2 separate regions of the Triticum aestivum genome follow, and region 2 is linked to region 1. Evidence: chromatin contacts called from public HiCAR-type data. All regions are on one chromosome and are shown on one strand. Each heading gives the region's core, a stretch centred on a gene start, on an enhancer-like site or on the middle of the called end of the contact. The rest is flanking DNA. Distances are from core to core; before and after follow the strand shown. Region 1 has its middle 52 kb from the start of LOC123076468. Region 2 has its middle 32 kb from the start of LOC123080320.

Evidence for each region. HiCAR-type assays count read pairs that join an accessible place to other places.
Region 2: a HiCAR-type map of leaf shows a contact between it and region 1, with 4 times the contacts expected there. The contact joins two enhancer-like sites. A contact is called at or near these places in 1 of 5 Hi-C or Micro-C datasets (leaf) and 1 of 1 datasets of contacts at active chromatin or transcription factors (leaf).

What each region holds. Positions count from the first base shown.
Region 1 is chr3D:540,388,626-540,393,218 of IWGSC CS RefSeq v2.1, reverse strand. No RefSeq gene overlaps it. Among protein-coding and RNA genes, the nearest start is that of LOC123076468, 52 kb to the right of the region's middle. Within about 2 kb of position 1,963, at least 7 of the 8 cell types and tissues checked have an H3K27ac peak or open chromatin away from gene starts, as enhancers often do. A contact at or near this core is called in leaf, where this site is marked.
Region 2 is chr3D:540,700,309-540,704,901 of IWGSC CS RefSeq v2.1, reverse strand. No RefSeq gene overlaps it. Among protein-coding and RNA genes, the nearest start is that of LOC123080320, 32 kb to the left of the region's middle. Within about 2 kb of position 2,026, at least 6 of the 8 cell types and tissues checked have an H3K27ac peak or open chromatin away from gene starts, as enhancers often do. A contact at or near this core is called in leaf, where this site is marked.

The sequences.
Region 1 (4,593 bases), core at 714-3,213:
AAGTATGTATTTCTGGTACCACATGATTAAACTCGTCCAACAAAGAAAAATAAAAGGAAATGATGAACGTTCAGAGGACGGGAACGGCGAGATTAACAAATTGGGAACGGCCGTCCGGGTGGCTTTGAAAGTGGATTTAAAACTGGGGTTGGTGCACGCAAAATTCCTAGGTTGTACGAGCCCCCGTATTTAAAAATTGTTACGGGCGTAGAACGTTGGACGACAGTTGAAATACCGAGCCGCTTGGTTTATGCATGATATATATTTGGTGGTTCGGTTCAGTGACGCAGATGGTACCAAGCTCCCTTCTCATCACTGTCGTCTTATCTTGTTTTTTTCTTCCTTGGTAGTGCCCTGTCACCTTATCTTGTTAATAGTTTTGACCTGTTTGTTAACCCATTGGAGGATGGTGCGTGGTCCAGACCTTGTATAATGCAGGGCGCCTTATTTGTAACGTGTGAAGCCAGCAAAGTCAACAGCGCACCGACACGTCATGGCGTAACTAATCACGAGCTGAATGAATCCCATCTACTAACCATATTATTTTCTTCAGAAAAAGTAAAACGTTATTGACGTTGAAATATGTAATCCAAGAGCGAAGAGAAGCAAATCCGCTTGATTAATTATAATTTATTTCAGTTTTCTCTCTAATTTTGCATCTGTTTTATATAGTTCCCGCCGGCAGCAGTGCGAACCGGGTGACGCGCTCAACTTGGACATGGGCGCTCTCTATGGACTCCGACGTACGGTACGGGTGCGCAGGGGCACCGAGGTAAAACTTGGGAACGCATAGTGCACAGGCGTGTACGTACGTGTGATGTGCTGTTGCGTTGTACTCTACCTCCCTCCCCTCCACGCCCGCCCGAGCCCACAAAGATGACACGCACATGTGGCATGGACCCGTCGTCTTCACCCGTCATTTCACATTTGCACACGACGGTCGACATGTATGCCTAGCTTTGCTTCACTTGTTCTTGCCAGCCTTCTCCTTCTCTCTGCCGTTTCTTTCTGTGAACGCGTGTGGCCGATGAACCAACGGAGGAGGGAGGAGTACCTGTGTGCAGTGCCGTGACACAGACATGATGCATGGAAAGCTAGGAGTATCTATCGATGGCCGATGCGCTGTAGACGGATTATGCGCTGGCGCTGTCCCCCGGCCATTGGACGTCCGCCCCGGCACCGCACGTACGGCCCCCGTGAGGAGAGGAGAGGAGACACCATCATCTAGTGGCATGAATCTCCTTTTATATATCCGCCTATATCCATTGTCGAGCTTGGCTATGGGCTATGGCTACCCGTTGGTTCGATCATTGCGATCGTGTGCGGAACTGCGGGTATATATCCCGCCCGCCAATGGATGCAAGCACGCAGTAACAGACCCATTGATTAACTGCTGTCAGCTATAAGCCGCCAATGGATGGGTGGATCACACCTGTCCTCCTGTGTTTCCTTGGAACAAACTGCACCAGCAGCAGCACTGTTTCTCGTAAGTACTGGAGTACGAACCAAACTTATTACTCGCTAATCAAGCCGCCGAATGGGTGCATGGATTACACATGTGCTTTCCAGTTACAAGATGCTTCTAACTCCTATTTCTCTAATAAAAACTACTTTTGTTACTGATCACCCCTTTGCTCCCATGCATATGCATGCATCGATCATACCCACATGGATGCATAATACCCAGTCGCCACTTTTCCCCAACAAACAAAGGCCGCTTCCTTTTTTAAGGTTCCATGCATGCATGTAGATGTAGCTGGTCCGTGACTCACTCCATCGATCCACCGATGAGCTTTGTCACCAACCCTCTTAATCTCTCCTCCAATCCTCCTCAGCTCAGTTCAGCTCAGCTCCATCGACCATCCGTCCCGGTCGAGGACAGCGACGCCCCTGGACGGCTGCAGATGCCTCCACGTGAGATCCCGCACGGACGCCCTCCACATCCCAATCCCCTCGTCGGATCCACCCATCCTGCTGCGCCGCCGTTCCCTGTGCTCAACCCTGTGGCCTCCACGTTGACAGGGACGGACAAGTGCTTATCCTTCCTGCCCGCATCTAAAAGGCCTCCGTGTCCGGGACGTAGTACTTTTAGGCCAACTCCACCGCGCGACCCTATCATGTCCGTCCCCGTCCGTTTGGGATAAAAGGGACAAACCGGGCGGCCCAGCGCGCTGGAGCAAACGGACTTTTGTCCGTTTTGTGTCCGCTTTCGACCCATCCCCGGCCCAAGTTTGCGCCGTTTTTAGGGTGAAACGGACACCACGCGGACGCGCCGGCCGTCTGCGCGTGTCCTCCCCTGGCCCGCCCCTCGGTGGCACAGGGCGGGCCTTTTCTATCCGCCCCCATCCCTCCCTCCGGCCGCACCCCACTCCACTCTTCTCCACTCTTCCCCACTCTTTGCCTCGGCGCCGCCGCCGCCACTGCCATTGCAGCCGTGCAGCTCGGACGCGCACTCGCCCAGCCCCTTCCCCTCGGCGCCGCCGAGCTACCCAACCACGGCCACCTGGTTTGCGCACCCGCCGGCCGGATTGGGGGCGGATCCGGTCGGTCTTGAGCTCGCCCGGCTGTGGGAGGCGGGGCCGCGCCATGGACTGGCCGGGCACCTCGCCGGAAGGCCCTGGCAGGGCCGCAAGGCCACATGCAGGCAGTGGCTCCTCCTCTAGCCGCTCAGATCTGCACCGTCGGTGGTCCGCCGGCAGATACACGAATGGCGGCCGTCCGGGCTCGGTGCATGCCCAAAAGCTCGTCGGCGTACCGTTGCCACTCATTAAGTGCGACCACCGCCCAAGGATGGTCGTGCGCCGCGTGTCTACAACGCCGGAACATCCCGGATGGGTGTTCATCAAGTGCTTAAACGATGGGGTATGTGCTCTTTTTAGCTTCGGTTTGTGCTCTCGGAGTAGACTAGTTGTGCTAACTTCAAATTTTATTGTGTAGAATGGATGCAAGTTTTGGTATTGGGAAGAGGAGTACATCGATATATTGATAGAGCGAAATTTAGTACATGTTCGTGCACTTTTAGCTAGCATAGAGGCTGTAGATGAGACAAGTGCACTTGTTGCTAAGGCTAGACACAAGACTAGGTATGAGGAAGCAACATCGACTTCTGGCTTGAAGAAGAAAGGAGGGTGCAACATCGAGCCTCCTCCACAGATCAACAATCAATGCATCGAGAAGGCCCTAACCCAACTCAAGGGAGCAGTTATGGAAGTTGGGTATCTTCTAAAATGTATTCTTATGGTTGTTATTTTCTTTAGCCTTGCTTTACTAGTCAAAATGTGATGATGTATTGTCATGTATCAAAAATGAATGATAAAAAAAAGTGAAGGACTTGGAAAGAAAAATGCACGCGGACAGGATGCGGCCGGGATGCGTACGTGCGCTGGGCGCACGGCCACCGCATCCCAGGACACGCCCGGACACGACCCCAAATCCCTACCCAAACGGACAGAATCCGGACAAAACGGACGTCCGTTTGGGGTTGCGCGGTGGAGTTGGCCTTATGTGTTGCTCTAATTGCCTTCATTTGTCCTTTTAAAAACGATGGACCCTCTTGTACTCTTTCGGAAGGTACCGGGAATGTGCATCGAACGGATGGATTCCACGGATTGGAAGAAGAAGAACCATAGCCGGTTTGCTTGTTTGCTTCCGTACTTTCTTTGATTTAACTGTTGCGTCCCTTGCAAGGCATTTGATTAAGATCAGCAGCCAATGATGTTAATTGCTCGCCTGGCCTGTTATTCGCGAGGATCGAATAATTTAATTTCTCGTGTTCATGTACTTGATCATGAGGGTAACTAGTTTAATCCCTTTTGTGGGCAGACATGGGAGCTTTAGCACCGATGGTGATGTCCGTTGATCTTAATAATCGCATCATTGCGCACTTTGGGCTCCACGCGTGTGTTCTAGAAGATGCATGTTGGAGCAATATTAGAGCTTCCATCTTTCGCGATCAATTTAGTATCGTAATAGCAGATCGAACATTGTATGCAAAAATATCAAGAGCGGGAGAAATAAAACTCGAGGTTTCCTATGTAATGCTACTTAGGATGCAGAAGTTCTTTTCGCCTTTTGCTCATTTACAATCTTTATTTTAAGTAAACCATACTCTACTTTCCTACCCACTCCACCCCTAGACATATTTTTGCATTAATGAAAGTTTTGAGCTTTATTCCCTCTAACCTAAATTAATGCAGAGTCTCCTGGTGATGATCTATAGTATTATTGACGTTGCTACATTGATCCCAAACTCCACCTCCAATTTTCTCCTCCATCTAAGCAGTGATGCTTGTGGCCTTTAATTTCATCTTGTAGGGCGTAGCCATCCAGTGGTTGGGTGTGATGGAGCCTAATTTGAGGAGGAAGCAACGTTAAAGCGAGGAAACCCCATGCCTTTTAGGCTTTTAGGATAACAAAACCCAGAGCTTTGCCTTTCATGATGCTTAGGTTTGGCTAATATATGTCTTTAACCACTAATGTCATTACCAATTAGCCCACCTTCACTTTTTCATGAAGCTTAGGTTTAGCCAATGTATGTCTTTCGTGCTTGCTAATATAATCACCAGTTAATCAGCCCACCCTCCGTTACCTTTA
Region 2 (4,593 bases), core at 777-3,276, 310 kb before region 1:
GCACACCGCGCTCCAGAGCAGCACAACCACCGCGTCCAGCCGGTCGCCGCGCCCGGCCGTCAAACTGCTCCCCACGCACGCATCCGGAACCGAGTGCGGCCGCGCGCATGCGCACCGTCCATGCCCAAGCCACGCCAGAGCCCGGACCGAGGCCGCCGCCCTGGAGTCGCATCCGCCGCCCGCAGCCGACGCCAGCACCGCACGCCTCCCGCCATCCGTCGCCCTTCGCTGCGAGCTCCCCCTCGCGAGAGACGGCACGGAAAGAAGAGGTCCGGCCGCCGCCGGGTCAGCGCGGGCTTCGCCCGGCGGAGGCCTCCGGCGACGGCGAGGGGAGGGAGTGAGGAGGGGGAGCGGTGGAAGGGGACTGCGCCGCCGCCCGTGGCGCCCCGAGGAGGGAGCGACGCGAGGGCTAGATAGTTATGAATGAATGCATACATTTTCACCACCATTTTTCTGCGCGAAAGCTCGCCGTTTCCCACCCCCCCGCGTCCCGATCACCGTCGCCCACCGCCGCCATGGAGCCGATCGAGACGATCATCATCACACCGGAGTTGGAGGACTGATTGGTGGTGGCTGACCGCAAGGTTAACACGGAGAGGCACAACGGATGCCGCAAAAAGAAGAAAAGGAAGGACGCTTTGGCACGGCCGATCACCCAGTGCCTCCTCCACCAAAGCGTGTGAACCAGCCATGCAACCGCGCCCACCCTTGCTGACGCAACAAGCATTTGGGACCGATGGGATGTAAGAACTTGTTGAACATCTGATGCTTTTTAGTTGTTATGGTATATATTTGCATCTTGTTATACATTTGCTAAATTGCTATTGATCTGTATACGCATGTCCAATGAAGGAGGCTGGGTTTGAGGCGGACATTTGATGCACCAGGTTGGATGATAGATTCCGCTACCGCTGTGTATCGACACGTACAGACATGTCCATGGACATTTGATGTGTTCGATTAGATGCACGGCGATTAAGTTGCCCATAGATAGATCTTGATCGTCACCAAACCAGCCAGGTCACCGGTCTGCTGCTCCGGCTAGTCGTTGCGCAACGGCAGCGCTATGCTTTTCTTCTTTTTCTTATCGCCCGGTGTCTGGGGAGATCACCAGCAACCCAACACGCATGTGGCGGGTGCAGATGAGGTTCCAAATCTCATTGGATAACTCAAAGTGGGGGTGCTGCATGCAAACACGCACTAACGTTAATAGTACGCCTGCCATTCTGCGATTGTACTAGTAGTACCATGCAGACTACCCATTGATTAACTGCTGTTCAGTTAAGCCGCCAATGGATGGGTGGATCACACCTGTCCTCCGGCGTTTCCTTGTGAACAAACCGTACGTACTAGCAGCACTGTTTCTCGTAAGTGCAAGAGGCACGAACGAAACTTGCTCGCTCATTAAGCCGCAAGCTGCTTGGTTCTTTGAGTGTCTTCGAACTCACACACTTGCTTTGCTCCCATGCATTGCATGCATGCATCGATCGTACCCACATGCATGCATAATAGCCCAAGCCCAGCCGCCACCCTTTCCCAACCAACGAAGGCGGCAAATTTAACAATTTTGACCTGGAAACAAAATAAATTCACAGAATGAATTGGGTGCGAAACTATTTCACACCCCTAACCTTTTTGTTGGTTGCACCCAGTTCATTCTGTGAAATAGTTTCGCATCCAGTTCATTCTGTGAATTTATTTCGTTTCCAGGTCAAAATTGTCAAATTTGCCAACAAAGGCCGCTTCCTTTTTTAAGGTTCCATGCATGCATGTAGATGTAGGTGACCCGTGACTCACTCGATCAATCGTTCCATGAGCTTTGTATCGTCTGGTTGATGGTGATGATTAGCAACCCTCTTCCTCCTCGGCTCGGCTCCGTCCATCGACCATCCGTCTCGGCCCAGGACAGCGACACCCCTGGACGGTTGCAGATGCCTCCACGTGGGATCCCCCACGGACGCCCTCCACGGCCCACTCCCCTCCGGACACGTGGAGCCTCAGCCCCCACGTCGGATCCACCCATCCTGGTGCGCCGCCACTCCCTGTGCTCGCCCCTGTGGCCTCCACAACGACAGGGACGGAGCCATGCTTATCCTACCCCGGAGGCCGGATCCAAAAGCCACCGGCACTGGACACGGTACGCCTAGGCGATGCTCCAGTTGCTTTCATTCATGCTTTCGAACGGATGGATAATAAAAGGATTGGAAGAAGAGGAGCCAATCCATGCCGGTTTGCTTGCTCGCTCGCTCGCTTCCGTACTTTCTTTGATTAACTGTTGCGTTCCTTGCAAGGCACTTGATAAAGATCAGCAGCCAATGATGTTAATTGTTCGTCTGGCCTGTTATTCATAAGGATCGAATAACCTAATTTCTCGTGTTCATGTACTTGATCGTCACGGTATTTAGTTTAATCCCTTTTGTGGGCAGGCATAGGGGATGCCCGCTGCTTTACCACTGATGGCGATGTCCATTGATCTTAGCATTCGCATCGTTGCGCACTTTGGGCCCCATTAAACTGGAATGCATGTGTTCTAGAAGACGCTCGTTAGAGTAATATTAGAGGTTTCATCTTCCTACCTGCAAAAAAAAAAAGAGAGAAGAGGTTTTATCTTCCGTAGTCATTTTTATTTCCAATAAGAGATCAAACATTGTCTACAAAAAGAACATAAATGGGAGAAATAAATTAACTCAAGGCTTTCTATGTGTTTTGTTTACGAGAAGGATCAGATATGTAATAGAAGTTCATCGACAATACAAAGCATCTTAGACATAAAAAGAATTGCATCGAGATTTTGAGATCATCGAATGACCACTACTGTGGCCAGAACAAGCCGCCGCTGCACCGCTAAACATAAAATGGGAGAAATAAATAAACTCGAGGTTTCATATGTAATACTACTACGACAACACTGGAGTTCTTTTCGCCTTTTGCGCAGTTGCTATCTTTTTTTTAAGTACAACCATATTCTACTTTTACCCGCTCCGCCCATACACATATTTTTGCGTTTGTTGTCTCAACTTTGAGCATAACTCTACTGTTAGTGAAAGTTTTGAGCTTTATTCCCTCTAACCTAATTAATGTATGATCTCCTGGTGATGATCTATAGAATTATTGTGCTAGCTACATTGATCCCAAACTCTGTCTTTTAATTTTCTCCTCCATCTAAGCATTGGTGCTTGTGGCCTTTAATTTCTTTCCTGTAGGACCTATTCATCCCGTGGTTGGGTGTGATGGAGCCTAATTTGCGGAGGAAGCAACACTAAAGCAAGGAAACCCAATGCCTTTTAGCATATCAAAACCCGGAGCTTTGCCTTTCATGATGCTTCGGTTTGGCTAATATATGTCTTTGGCCACTAATGTCATTACCAATAAGCCCACCCTCACTTTCTCATGATGCTTAGGTTTAGCCAATGTTTGTCTTTCGTGCTCGCTAATATAATCACCAGTTAATTAGCCCACCTTCCGTTACCTTTAGGTGGTGGATGCTAAAGGTAAGGGTCTCTCATTTCCAATGATCCCTTTGAATTAGAATAGTTATCATGAAGCTCTTGGGGTGTCTCCAAATTGGACCCTCAAGGCCCTTGTATATGTCTGAACAAATTTTGTCATCCAACGGGGTCCCCTGAATGTCTGTGGACCGGTCTGCTTGTCCTAAATCCGGTATCCAGGCAACATCCGCGAGGGAGCTATGCGGGAGTCCGGACATCTCCTTGACCAACGAAAAGCCACTAGTGCAGAACCGGGCTTTAGCGCCGGTTCGTAAGGGCCTTTAGTGCCGGTTCCACAACCGGCACTAAAGAGTGGGGACTAAAGCCCCCCCCTTTAGTACCGGTTTATCACGAACCGGCGCTAAAGTGCCACCACGTGGCACGAGCCAGGCCCGGGTGCGTGTAGGACATTAGTACCGGTTGGTAACACCAACCGATACTAAATGTTTGGGGTGTTTTGGTTTTATTTTTTATTTTCTCTTTAGTTTTGTGTTTTCAATTTAATTTAGTGATTATTTTACATTATAATGAGTTGTTAAATCATTAGGTGAAAGTATCGCAGATTAGTTTCGACTGGATGTATGTGGATCCTAGCTAAGTGATCAAGTATATGCCATATCCATATTATACTTGATGATGATTTTTAGCTAGCTAGTATACTGTTGTTGATGATATGATGCAAGAGTTTTTATATTAATATGATGATGCTGATGATGATGAGTTATTATATCATTTATGAAAGAAACCGCAGATTAGTTTCAGCTGGATGGATCCTAGCTAAGTGATCAAGTATATGCCATATCCATATTATACTTGATCACCTAAATAAGGTGATCAAGTATAATATGGATATGGCATATACTTGATCACTTAGCTAGGATCCATCCAGCTGAAACTAATCTGCGGTTTCTTTCATAAATGATATAATAACTCATCATCATCAGCATCATCATATTAATATAAAAACTCTTGCATCATATCATCAACAACAGTATACTAGCTAGCTAAAAATCATCATAGTCGTCATTACCACTGTTTAATCATCATAGTCATTACCGCTATCTAATCACCACCAACACTAGCTTAAAGAAGAAACATTCACTTG